Linked DNA regions of Callithrix jacchus: region 1 is linked to region 2. The links are chromatin contacts, called in public Hi-C maps. All regions are on one chromosome and are shown on one strand. The core of a region is the stretch at or near the end of the contact, and the rest is flanking DNA. Distances in the headings are between cores, read along the strand shown.

Region 1 (6,171 bases), core at 1,416-3,915, 170 kb before region 2:
GCTGAAGATCCTGGGGAGCATCCCCCCAAGTCCGGAGGCTGAAGATCCTGACAGAGCATCCCCCCAAGTCCAGAGGCTGAAGATCCTGGGGAGCATCCCCCCAAGTCCAGAGGCTGAAGATCCTGGGGAGCATCCCCGCACATCTGAGCACGGGCCGAAACGCAAGGCAAGACTTCTTGGCCGCTGTAACTCAAAGTAGGAGGCACAACCTAACCTCCCGCTTTCATGATTTCAAGGGCACTCCTGAGACACTACCCACGAAGGAGAGAAAGAAGGAAAGGTCACAGCCCTAAGGAATCAGATGGCAAAGGAGAAAAAGCAGGAAAAGAGGGGCTTGGAAGAAAAGCACCATCGAATCAGAACTACAGCTCCCAGACCCCAATCACTGCCCAAACTTCCAAAGCCGGTGGATGCACTGGGACTTTGCAATCCCAACAGAAGAGGGCGCTATTACACCAGGAATCCTGCAAAGCCCCTGTTCCCATTGACCAAAGGGTGCCCTAGGACACGGCTGTGAAAACACACAAAAATACAAACTGAGGAAAATGTGCCCCAGCCCAGAACACAAGCGTGAGGCGGAACGGAGTGTCAGCCCACACTGCAGACAAAATGACTCTGCTCAAGCAGCTGAGGCTACGACGACCCCTCGGCGGCAGCGACGCGACATTGAAACACGGGACGTCCCGGGAGCAGAGCGCCCTCCAGCCTCGGGGCAGCAGAGGCGAAGCAGAGAAGGACCAGCCACAGCGAGCGCCACCAGAGTCACGGGAAGGAAAACCCAACACGGGCATCGAAGCCAGGAAAAGCCATCGAGAAAGCGAAGTTTCGTGAAGAAAACAAAGTGAGGGGAGGCGGCTGGAGAGGAGGAGAATCTGCAGGACTGGCGCGCGGACAAGGAACACGGCTAATCTTCACACTATAATCCAGGGACACTCTTCAAAACAGAGAAAGACCCGAGTTTAGACACGGAAGGGCTCACCAACTCCTTGGGGAAACTAACCCAAAGCAATCATCTCCAAGACTTCAAAGATAAAAATAAGATCTCCATGGCATCCAGGTAAAAAAAAGCTCAATTAACAATAAACTGAAAAGAACCCGTCTCGTCAGAACCAACAGACACACTAGGGCAACACCAGAACCACCTTTTCTAAACATCCCAGTGAAATGAGGTATAAACCAGGGGCTACCGACCCAGCCCTGCATCCTTCAAATTCCAAAACTATAGAAAACAGTTTTCAATGTACAAAAATTTGGGAAATTCTGTCCCCAGCAGCCCTTTCTGAGGAATCCAGGAAGGCAGGGCTGAGTCTTTTCTGTAAATAACCAGGTGGGCACAGGAGCTCGGCGGTCCCTGCTTAGCAGCATGAGGGCAGCCCCAGGGCACAGGAGGGACTGGGCCTGGCTGTGTGCCCATAAACTTCATTTCCAAAAGCAGGCAGCGGGCTGGCTTGGGCTGCAGGCCGGGGCGGGGGAGCGGGGCAGGGAGGGTGGAGTTTGCTGACACTGAGTTTATTTTTTTAATTTGTATAAATGTAAGGGGTACAGTGCAGTTTTGTGCCATGGCTGTTTCACACAGTGCCAAAGCCAGGGCTTTCAGTGTAACCCCCACCCTTAGGTGATTCTCATCCCTCACTCCCACTTAGAAGTGGGAGCACATGGCATCTGACTTTCTGAGTTGTTTCACTGAAGATAATGGCCTCCACTTCCATCCGTATGGCTGCAAAAGACATGATTCCGTTTTTTTTATGCCCGAATATTCCATTGTATATGCGTGTGTGGTATAGAAAATACACACATTTTGTTTATTCAGTAAAGCAATTTTTAAAAATAATATTGCCAACTGGGATTTTCAATGTATACAGATGGAATAGATGCCATACACAAACCTACATGATTTCAAAATTTCTACACTGCACATGAAGTAGCACAATAAATATGGCTTTTTTTTTTTTGAGACAGGATTTTGCTGTCACCCAGGCTGAAGCGTAGTGATGTGATCACAGCTCACTGCAGCCTCCACCTCCCAGGCTTAGGGGATCCTCCTGCCTCGGCCTCCAGCCTCCTGAGTGCTGGGACAACAGGTGTGCACCACCACACCCAGCTAATTTTTTTTAATCTTTTATCTTTGAGAGACAGGGATCTTGCTATGTTGCTTAGGCTGGTCACAAACTCCTGTCCTCAAGCAATCCTCCCACCTCAGCCTCCCAAGTAGCTTTAAAAATATCTTTAAAAAGGAAGACAGCCAATAAATAAATACAAATGGAATGTGAAAAAAGTAATTCAAAAGACAGCAGGAATGGGGAAAAAGGGAACAAAAACCAAATTTTTCTCTTTGTACAAAAACCGTGTACAAACAGAAAAATGAAAAATGGTAGACCCAGATTCAGCCACATCAGCAGTTATGTAAGATTAATGGTCTAGGCTGGCACTGTGTTATCTAGATATCACAAGTCAAATGTGGCTGTTTAAAAGAAGAAGAAATAAATGTTTAGAAACTGAGTTCTTCAAAGAATCATATTTCAAATGCTTAATCAAGAGCCACAGGTGGCCCGTGGCTGCCACTGTGGACAGCACAGACAGGAGTTCTGCCAGCTGAGGCTGTTCTAGACATTCCAGTTGTAAGGCTGGGAGCTAGAGGGTGGATGAAAAACCAGACGGAAGGACACCCTGCCTGTAAGAGACACTCCCAGCATAAAGGCACAGACAGAAAGCAAACAAACAGGAAAGCACACACCACGCCAGCCGTGAGCCTCGGAGAAAAGCCAACAGACAAAGGCTCTGGGAGACGAAGAACGTTTTGTGACGACCGAGACAGCTCTTGGGAAGACGGCACAACCACAGATGTGTATGTGGCTAACAACACAGAACACACTGGGAGAAACAGACAACCCCACATCCACTGTAGAGACTGAGCGCCCTCCCTCCGCACGACGGATCCGGACCAACACACACAAGCAGGCAAGATGCAAAAGGACAGTCGAGCGCTGTGGTCCACTTGGCATCACAGGACAGTACATCTGACGCCTGCAGAGCACACAGTACACACGCTCTGCCGTGGCACACCCGCCAAAAAAGATTGCACGCTGCCCCGTGGCACACCTGCCAAAAAAGATTGCATGCTTCCCTGTGGCACACCTGCCAAAAAAGATTGCACGCTGCCCTGTGGCACACCCGCCAAAAAAGATTGCACGCTGTCCCGTGGCACACCCGCCAAGGGACACCGCACACTCCTCCATGGCACATCCGCCAAGGGAAACTGCACACTCCCCGTGGCACACCAAAGGGAGACCGCATGCTCCCCCATGGCACACCAGCCAAGGGAGACTGCATGCTCCTCCGTGGCACACCCATTAAGGGAGACCACATGCTCCTCCGTGGCACACCCGCCAAGGGAGACCGCATGCTCCTCCGTGGCACACCCGCCAAGGGAGACCGCATGCTCCTCCGTGGCACACCCGCCAAGGGAGACCGTATGCTCCTCCGTGGCACACCCACCAAGGGAGACCACACGCTCCCCTGTGGCACACCCACCAAGGGAGACCGCACACTCCTCCATGACACACCCGCCAAGGGAGATCGCATGCTTCTCCATGGCACACCAACCAAGTGAGATCGCACACTCCTCTGTGGCACACTCACCAAGGCAGATGACAGGACGGGCCATAAAATAAGCTCAGACAAGCAAATCATGCATATTATTTCATTTTTATTTCTTTAAAATTCTAGAAAATGTGAACTGACTGGTAGTGAGGACAGGGAGCCAGCCAGCAGATGCCTGACGGTGGGGAGGAGGGCAGGAGGGGCTACAAGGGGCATCAGGTCCTTCTGGGATGATGGGATGAGCCATCCTCCTTGATCCTGGGGATGGCTCCGTGGGCGCAGAGCAATGCCGGAGCTCCTCAAGCTGCACATGTTAAACATGAAGTGCGCTGTACATCAGTGATACCCAGCGAAGCTACAAACCATTTCCATCACAACACTGATTAACTGTTACAGGTGAACTGTAAAAAGCAATCATGAGACAACTGCGCACAGGTAAATACTGACTGGGTATTCAACAGGAGGAGTCACTCATCATCCTTCTGAATATAAAGATGTTATGTAGGGTGTATTCTTTAAAATGTCTACTAAAATAGTCACAAATGAAATGATGCACTGTCTGCTTTTTGCTTCAAATGATGAGGGGTGGGAGGAGTAGGGGGAGGGCATTTGCAACAAAACTGGCCACGAGCTTAGCAGCTGAACGTGGGTGCTGGGCATGGAAAGGGTTGTCTCCACTTCTAAATGGGCATGAAATCATCACAACAAAAGTCTGCTGAACGTGCTTGTTGTCTGACTCAGTGGGAACAACACCAGAAACCCCTGAGCCAGCAGCACCCATGGCAGGAGCTCTGGGGCCACGGGGAAGCACCCCCACGGCCTTCACAGTGGGTGCCTCTGAACAATGGGAAAAAATGACCTTCGCTGAGGTCTCTGATCTTCCCTGCTCTCAAAATGGCCAGGCCAGGGAGAAAAGAGGCGTCTGTGTTTCCTATGAAGTTTCCGCTTGGGGACTCAGCTTGAAAACACTTCTATTTGCAAGCTCAGGAGGAGTGAGCTGTCCAGGCTCACTCAGCACAAACACTCCACGGAGGAGGTGAGCTGTCCAGGCTCACTCAGCACAAACACTCCACGGAGGAGGTGACCTGTCCAGGCTCAGTCAGCACAAACACACTCCACAGAGGAGGTGACGTGTCCAGGCTCAGTCAGCACAAACGCACTCCACGGAGGAGGTGACGTGTCCAGGCTGTCAGCACAAACGCACTCCACGGAGGAGGTGACGTGTCCAGGCTCACTCAGCACAAACACTCTACAGAGGAGGTGAGCTGTCCAGGCTCACTCAGCACAAACACTCCACGGAGGAGGTGAGCTGTCCAGGCTCACTCAGCACAAACACTCCACGGAGGAGGTGACCTGTCCAGGCTCAGTCAGCACAAACACACTCCACAGAGGAGGTGACGTGTCCAGGCTCACTCAGCATAAACACTCCTTGGAGGAGGTGAGCTGTCCAGGCTCACTCAGCACAAACACTCCACGGAGGAGGTGAGCTGTCCAGGCTCACTCAGCACAAACACTCCACGGAGGAGGTGACGTGTCCAGGCTCAGTCAGCACAAACGCACTCCACGGAGGAGGTGACGTGTCCAGGCTGTCAGCACAAACGCACTCCACAGAGGAGGTGATGTGTCCAGGCTCACTCAGCACAAACACACTCCACGGAGGAGATGAGGTGCCCAGGCTCACTCAGCAGAAACACTCCACAGAGGAGGTGACGTGTCCAGGCTGTCAGCACAAACGCACTCCACGGAGGAGGTGATGTGTCCAGGCTCACTCAGCACAAACACACTCCACGGAGGAGATGAGGTGCCCAGGCTCACTCAGCAGAAACACTCCACAGAGGAGGTGACGTGTCCAGGCTCACTCAGCACAAACACACTCCATGGAGGAGGTGACGTGTCCAGGCTCAGTCAGTATAAACACACTCCACGGAGGAGATGAGGTGTCCAGGCTCACTCAGCACAAACACACTCCACGGAGGAGGTGACGTGTCCAGGCTCACTCAGCACAAACACACTCCACGGAGGAGGTGACGTGTCCAGGCTCACTCAGCACAAACACACTCCACGGAGGAGGTGACGTGTCCAGGCTCACTCAGCACAAACACACTCCACGGAGGAGGTGACGTGTCCAGGCTCACTCAGCACAAACACTCCACGGAGGAGGTGAGCTGTCCAGGCTCAGTCAGCACAAACACTCCACGGAGGAGGTGACGTGTCCAGGCTCACTCAGCACAAACACACTCCACAGAGGAGGTGACGTGTCCAGGCTCACTCAGCACAAACACTCCACGGAGGAGGTGACGTGTCCAGGCTCACTCAGCACAAACACTCCACGGAGGAGGTGACGTGTCCAGGCTCACTCAGCACAAACACTCCACGGAGGAGGTGACGTGTCCAGGCTCACTCAGCACAAACACACTCCACAGAGGAGGTGACGTGTCCAGGCTCACTCAGCACAAACACTCCACGGAGGAGGTGACGTGTCCAGGCTCACTCAGCACAAACACACTCCACGGAGGAGGTGACGTGTCCAGGCTCACTCAGCACAAACACTCCACGGAGGAGGTGAGCTGT
Region 2 (6,408 bases), core at 1,773-4,272:
AAGCAAAGCTCACCCCACGCTGCAGGCTCGCCCACACTGCAGGCTGGCATCCAGGCTGCCGAAAGTCGAGGTCACCTTGCCAAGCCCCTGCTCTTCCCCTCCAGCCCCCCTGCCTGCCCCAAACTGCCCCCTGGCTTGGCCTCTGGGACCCGCAGAGGCTCCCCACCTGCGCTTGCCTGAGGATTTACAGTCAGGTCTTCTCCTAACTCCCCTCCTGGGCCAGGCCCCTCCCAGCCAGTCCAGCTGGTGGCTGGACACCTGCTGCTGCCCCAGCCCTCCTGGCTGAGCCGTTTTATCCTCACTGGGGCAGACCTGGTTACCCATCCTACTTTCCACGGGTTTATTGTCCCCTGGTGCCCCGGGGCAGGCTCCACCGGGCAAGAAGGGTCCTGAACTGACTGGACCAGCAAGCTGGGGACAGGGCCAACATGCTGGGGATGGGCTGGAAGGGCCAGGATGCTTGCCACTGGGCCTCCCGCTCTGGGTTTTGGGGTGAGGTGGTGGTTTTCTTCTATTTTATAAATGTTCTACAATTTTATTATTAAATAAATCAGGGGCCATTATTTTCAGGGAAAACAAGCATGAAGTGAACCCACTGTTTTCCTCTTGGTGAAGGAGGGTCCAGAGCTTGAACTGACGCAGATGGTGGAGAGGACTCTGTGGCCCTTGGGATCTACTGACCACTGGGCAGGGGGCAGAAGCTGCGACAACCATGGCCACAGGGCGCAAACAGCCCAGCAGTGTCCCGTGGCCCAGGGAAAGGGGCCAGTGCTACCAGAGCTTCCTGAGACCAGGGTGGGTGGGAGACAGCCCCCAACCCTCAGCACCCCCACCACTGTCCAGGAGGCAGGAAGAAATGCCCACAGGGGCAACGGACCGTGTGACGGTCTCTTCCAAGAGGCCCTGGAAGAGACTCGGAGAGCTGCTGCAGCCCCCTCAGAACAGCCAGCCTGGCTACACTCTCTGGGTGCTGCTAGACCCTGCCTCCCCTCCCCTCCCCTCCCTCCCATCTCCTCCCCATCACATCTCCTCCCTCCCCTCCCTTTCCATCTTCTTCCCCTGCTCCTATCACTTCCCTCTCTCCTCCCTCCCTTTCTCCCTCCCTCCCTCTGCCCTGCCTTCTTCCCTCTCTCCCTTTCTTTCCATCTTTTCATTTCAGTGTTGGGGACGAAGGGGCATGAAGACCCTCAGTCTCCCCTTGTCCGGGGCATGGAAGTGGACTGAGTCCTTTCGGCACCATCCCAGCAGGGCTCTGACCACCCCAGGGTGGCACCCTGCCCCTCACCTCCCCAGCAGCCTGTGTCTCCAGCACCTCCCAGGGGCCGTTAACCCCTCTCCCACCCTGGGACCTAGCTTCGCCCTCTGCCTGGAGCTGGCCTGGGGGCCGCACAGCTCTGTGCTCAGCATTGCCCCTCTCCTCCTTCACCTTGAGTCAGAGACAGGCATCCCCCACCCATCCCGCCCTTGTGCCCATGTACCTGTGTTGAACCTGTGGCTGGCCCTGGGAGGGGGTATCCTCCCTGGTGAGGACTTGGGGAGGGTGCAGGCCAGAGGCAGCCAGTGTCGGAGGGGGTATCCTCCCTGGTGAGGACTTGGGGGGGGGGTGCAGGCCAGAGGCAGCCAGTGTCGGAGAGGGTATCCTCCCTGGTGAGGACGTGGAGGGTGCAGGCCAGAGGCAGCCAGTGTTGGAGGGGGCGTCCTCCCTGGTGAGGACATGGAGGGTGCAGGCCAGAGGCAGCCAGTGTTGGAGGGGGCGTCCTCCCTGGTGAGGACTTGGGGGGGTGCAGGCCAGAGGCAGCCAGTGTTGGAGGGGGTATCCTCCCTGGTGAGGACTTGGGGGGGGTGCAGGCCAGAGGCAGCCAGTGTTGGAGGGGGTATCCTCCCTGGTGAGGACTTGGGGGGGTGCAGGCCAGAGGCAGCCAGTGTTGGAGGGGGTATCCTCCCTGGTGAGGACTTGGGGGGGTGCAGGCCAGAGGCAGCCAGTGTCGGAGGGGGTATCCTCCCTGGTGAGGACTTGGGGGGGGGTGCAGGCCAGAGGCAGCCAGTGTCGGAGGGGGTATCCTCCCTGGTGAGGACTTGGAGGGTGCAGGCCAGAGGCAGCCATCATCAGAGAGGGTATCCTCCCTGGTGAGGACTTGGGGGGGGTGCAGGCCAGAGGCAGCCAGTGTTGGAGGGGGTATCCTCCCTGGTGAGGACTTGGAGGGTGCAGGCCAGAGGCAGCCATCATCAGAGAGGGTATCCTCCCTGGTGAGGACGTGGAGGGTGCAGGCCAGAGGGAGCCGGCGTCCCACCCTCCTCCTGCCCCAGACAGAGGCCTGGGCAGGTGGCCTCGGCTGGCGTCTTCCTGGGCCTTTGGGAGCCGAGGTAATGAGCTGTTTCGTAAGTGCTCACCTTTCCTCTCTGGGCGGCTCTGAGGGCTTTTCGATTTAATTGCCAGTGTATTTCCAGAAGCAGAATCTGGGGCGCTGCAGTGAGAGCAGCTGGTGGGTGGAGGGGGGCGGTCTGCAGGTGGGCGGAGTCTTCTCCACACCTGGGAGGGCAGCTTTGGCTGGATGCTGATATGGGCTAGGCAGTGGGCCGAGCCCAGGCCAGGCACCCCCTCCTCGAGTCAGATGCCCTCTGCTGAGGGTCCCTTCCCAACAGAGCATCACTTGGGGCCCCTCCTCCCCTGCTTCACCCACGCCCCCCGCTGGTGGGTCAGCATTCTCGCTGTTCTTTCATCAGGCAAATGGCTGAGTGCTGGGCACAGACATGGTCATGGCTGGTGACCCAGGGCCTCCTCTTTCACACTGTCACCCAGTGTCACCTGTGTGGGCTCAGCCCTGTCTCTGCCTAAAGGGCCTCCAGCTCAATGGGTGGCATATGGCCCTGGCCAGCTGGGAGCACTGAGGTGGCTGGAGGGGCAGGGGACTTTCTGTCCAGCACCAGGGCCTCACGGGGCTGCCCCTCCCTGGCTTCAGCCGTCCCAAGGTTCGATAGGAAGTGCAGCTCAGGGGAGGCAGCCCAGCTTCCCATGGCCTGTGCTGGGCCTGCCATTCACCTCTAGAGCCAGCTGAGGTGGGGAGGGAAGCAGGACCTCCAGCTCCAGGCTGACGGCTCCTGTGGGAAACCAAGACCTGGTCTTCCTGGCGCCGTGTCCCTCCCTGTTGGGAGAGGGGCCCTTTCCCGTGGAGCCTGACCCAAGGCCAAGGCCCCACTGGCTTTCCTGTTCCCTGGCTGCACAGGGTGGACCCTGGTCCTGGCCTGGCCCGGGGCAGGGGTCCGGTCCACACCGGCACTCAGGGAAGGGCTCCCTCTCCTGGGTCTCCAGTCCTGGGGGCGGGTCTTTCTGGGGCCTTTTCTGCAGCCTGGGACAGATTTGTCCTGGGAGGAGGCGGAGGCAGAGACTGGTCTGGTCTGGAGGGGAAGGGAGCTTCCTCCCGGGGCAAGGACAGCGGCCTCAGCAGGCCCCGCGGTGGTGGGAGGACGGGCCTGCAGGGTGCCGGGGTGGGCTGGGCACGTCCTTGGGCACCAACTAGGCGGGGCCAGCTGTGACTTTTTTAGAAAGGATTTGATATTTGTTATTTCAAAAAAGGCATCCAAGCCGTCTCTGTGGGAAAGAACAGAACTCTGACCTTTCACCCAGTCAACGGCTCAGCGCTGCTTTTTTCAGATCTCACGCGGGGACGCCCTGATCCTTCAGCGCCGGGGCCTCGGAGGGTCTCAGCTGGAGCCTTGCATGTGGGGCCGGGCAAGTTTAAGTCAGGTGCCCAGAGCAGAGGGCGGCAGTGTGGGCAGGACCTGGGCCTGGCACCCTGGTCTGAAGCCGGCCTTGGCAGCCGGTCTGGGGCAGGGCGGGGCTGCACTGTGTCCACTGGAGGGGGCAGTGAGGCCACATCCCTGCTGGCATCCCAGGCTGGCTTGACTGCAGCCTCACGGCCCCTAAACGCCCTCCGGCTGGCTCCCAGTGGTGCCACAAAGGCCCTGTCACGGACCCAACCTCACTCAGAGCCATGGACGGGGTCTGTGGGGAGGGGGCTGGCCAGCCTCAACCTGCCGGCCCAGACGTCTCACCCCTAAGGTGACCTGGAAGGGACCAGACATGACCCCTGTCCGGCGCCAGGCCCAGGTCCCCACATGCTCCCTTCCCATCTGTAAAATGGGAGAGTGGTCCTGACCTTGCCCGGGGCCTGTGACGTCACGGAGAGGCCTGAGTGTGTGGTCCCTTGTGTCTTCCTGCTCCACCCCCTGCACCCTCTCTGGGAGCACAGCCGGGCCCCTCCTGACATCACGGAGACAGAGCCTGCCTCACTCCTGCCACCCCCTCACTCAGGGCCTGGTGGAGACTCCAGCCAGCTTTCCATGGCCTCCTGAGTGGGGGCTGAAGTCTGGGCTGCCCCCTCCTGCTCTAAGCATGCAGGCCAGGGAGCCCCAAGCAGCGGGCTGGGGTCTGCGAGGCTACACATCCCTGCTTCTGGGGCCTTCCTGGGCTGGGCTCCATGTGATTGACGAGGCTGCAGAGTCCTGTCTCTGAGCCAGGTGTGAAGGGCCGGCCGTGAGTCTCCAGAGGCGCTGTCAGACATGTACCTGAGGGGCCATGAGGGGCCATGAGCCATTCAGTACCAAAGAACTTTCTCCAGGAGCCTGTCCTGGGGCAGGTGGGGCTGGAAGGATGGGGAGTCTGCCCCTTCATAAGCAGAGGTGGAGGGGGATGGGGGGGCAGGGGGAGAACCGCTGGCCAGCAGCACTCTCCTGGTGACTATGGGCAGGGGGGCTGGCCTGCAGGACCTTACCCTGGGCATGGCAGGGCAGAGAAGGGCAGGGCAGGGGAGGGGAAGGGAAGAGGTAAGAGGGCAGAGGAGGGGAGGGCAGGGGAGGGGAGAGTAGGGGAGGGGAAGGCAGGGGATGAGAGAGGATGGCAGAGCAGGGGCAGGGCAAGATCTGGGCAGTGTCTGGGTCTGTCGTCCGCTGGGCTGTGCCCACAGAGCATCCACAGGTCACTGCCCAAAGCTACCAGCACCCACCCTGGACTCTGCAGAAACAGCCTTGCTGCCCCCTAGGTAAGGCTGAGACCTTTGAGCCCGCTGCCCAGCAAAGGTATGGGAGTGGGGGCTGGGCCCCTGCTGGGGGCAGGCAGGAGGCTGTCTGTGCTGGGTTGCCCTGGACCGCTCCTCCTTTCAGCCTGGCAGAGGTCTGGGGAGCTGAGCTCCCCGGTCTCCACACCACAGCTTCCCAGGGCAGTACTCAAGGAGCCCCGGGTTCTAGTGCCAGCCTGGGGTCCTGAGCCACCGCCCCCAGGGAAGGGCACAGCCAGCATCCTGACCCCCGCTTGTGCCTGCCCCGAGCCAAGAATTGCTGTTCATGTGATCCTGCTCCGTCCCATGACGTCGGGGCTGCCATCACCACCTCACAAGGAAAGAAACGGGCTCCGAGAAATTAGCCCATGAGGGCTCTGAGCTACGGCCAGCCCTCCACTAATCCAAGCCTGTGTGAGCCACGTCCTGGGCTCAGCTCCCTGACCTGCCTGGCCAGGAGGGCGTGGCCTTCTCTGGCTCTGGCAGGACCTGGCTTGGGCAGAGCATCCTGGAAGCTTCTGGGTTGGGGCAGGCACGGGCTCTGACTCCCAGCCAGAGAAGAGACCCAGCCAGGCTTGCTCAAGGGGAGACCAGCCACCCCTTCCACACCCAGGCGGCAGCGAGGCTGCTCTGAGGGATGGAGCTGTGCCCCCAGGCAGAGAAGACAGCATGGGCTTCCCTGGAACCAGGAAGGGTCGTTGGCTCCCCTTGGCCAAGGGCAGGCAAGCGTGGCCTCCTCCTGGAAGCCTGGGCTGGTTTTCACTCCAGCAGAGAACACGGGGATCCAGCCAAGCCAGCAACAGTCTTTCCAAGGCACGTGGGCAGGGCTGGCAACCCCGGCCGCAGCTCCCCGCCAGGCCTGCCAGGAGGTGTGTCGTTACGTCAGGGAGGCTGTCCATGGGGGCGTGTGGGTAGCCAGTGAGGGGGGCTGCTGCCCCCAGCTCGGTGATGGACAAATATGAGGCTGGGCACCTCTAGCTGCCAGGCCCTGAAGCTTTGGGGGTGCATCAGGGTTCTAGACCACCAGGTTTGAATGCAATGCTTCCACGTGCATGGCCCAGGTTCACCCACCTCCTGCCCTGGGACCTGGGCACGGGGAGCCGTCTGTCAGGCCCTCATGGCTGAGCCGCACACACCTGGGAGAGGCAGCCCCGCTCTGCTGGCATCTTTCCCGTGATCAACACGGGGTCTGACCGGTCCCGTCATCCCAGCTCCCACAGGGGGTGGGTCAGGCGCTTTCCATCCCCTCGGGGCCGCCTCCCTGCAAGGGGAATGGACCCCTGGCCCACAGAAGCCCCGGGAGCTGGACCTGTGTGGCTGGATGTGCTTCTCGGGCTGCAGATGTGTCCTAGTC

The links. A called contact is a pair of places that touch in the nucleus more often than the background predicts.
Region 1: a Hi-C map of skeletal muscle shows a contact between it and region 2, with 9 times the contacts expected there. The contact joins two enhancer-like sites. A contact is called at or near these places in 3 of 3 Hi-C or Micro-C datasets (induced pluripotent stem cells and skeletal muscle).

The regions. Positions count from the first base shown.
Region 1 is chr12:125,952,790-125,958,960 of calJac240_pri, reverse strand. The region is part of intron 3 of INPP5A (inositol polyphosphate-5-phosphatase A); the gene reads right to left. Among named protein-coding and RNA genes, the nearest start is that of INPP5A, 110 kb to the right of the region's middle. Within about 2 kb of position 2,665, at least 1 of the 16 cell types and tissues checked has an H3K27ac peak or open chromatin away from gene starts, as enhancers often do. A contact at or near this core is called in skeletal muscle, where this site is marked.
Region 2 is chr12:125,779,990-125,786,397 of calJac240_pri, reverse strand. No RefSeq gene overlaps it. Among named protein-coding and RNA genes, the nearest start is that of INPP5A, 64 kb to the left of the region's middle. Within about 2 kb of position 3,022, at least 7 of the 16 cell types and tissues checked have an H3K27ac peak or open chromatin away from gene starts, as enhancers often do. A contact at or near this core is called in skeletal muscle, where this site is marked.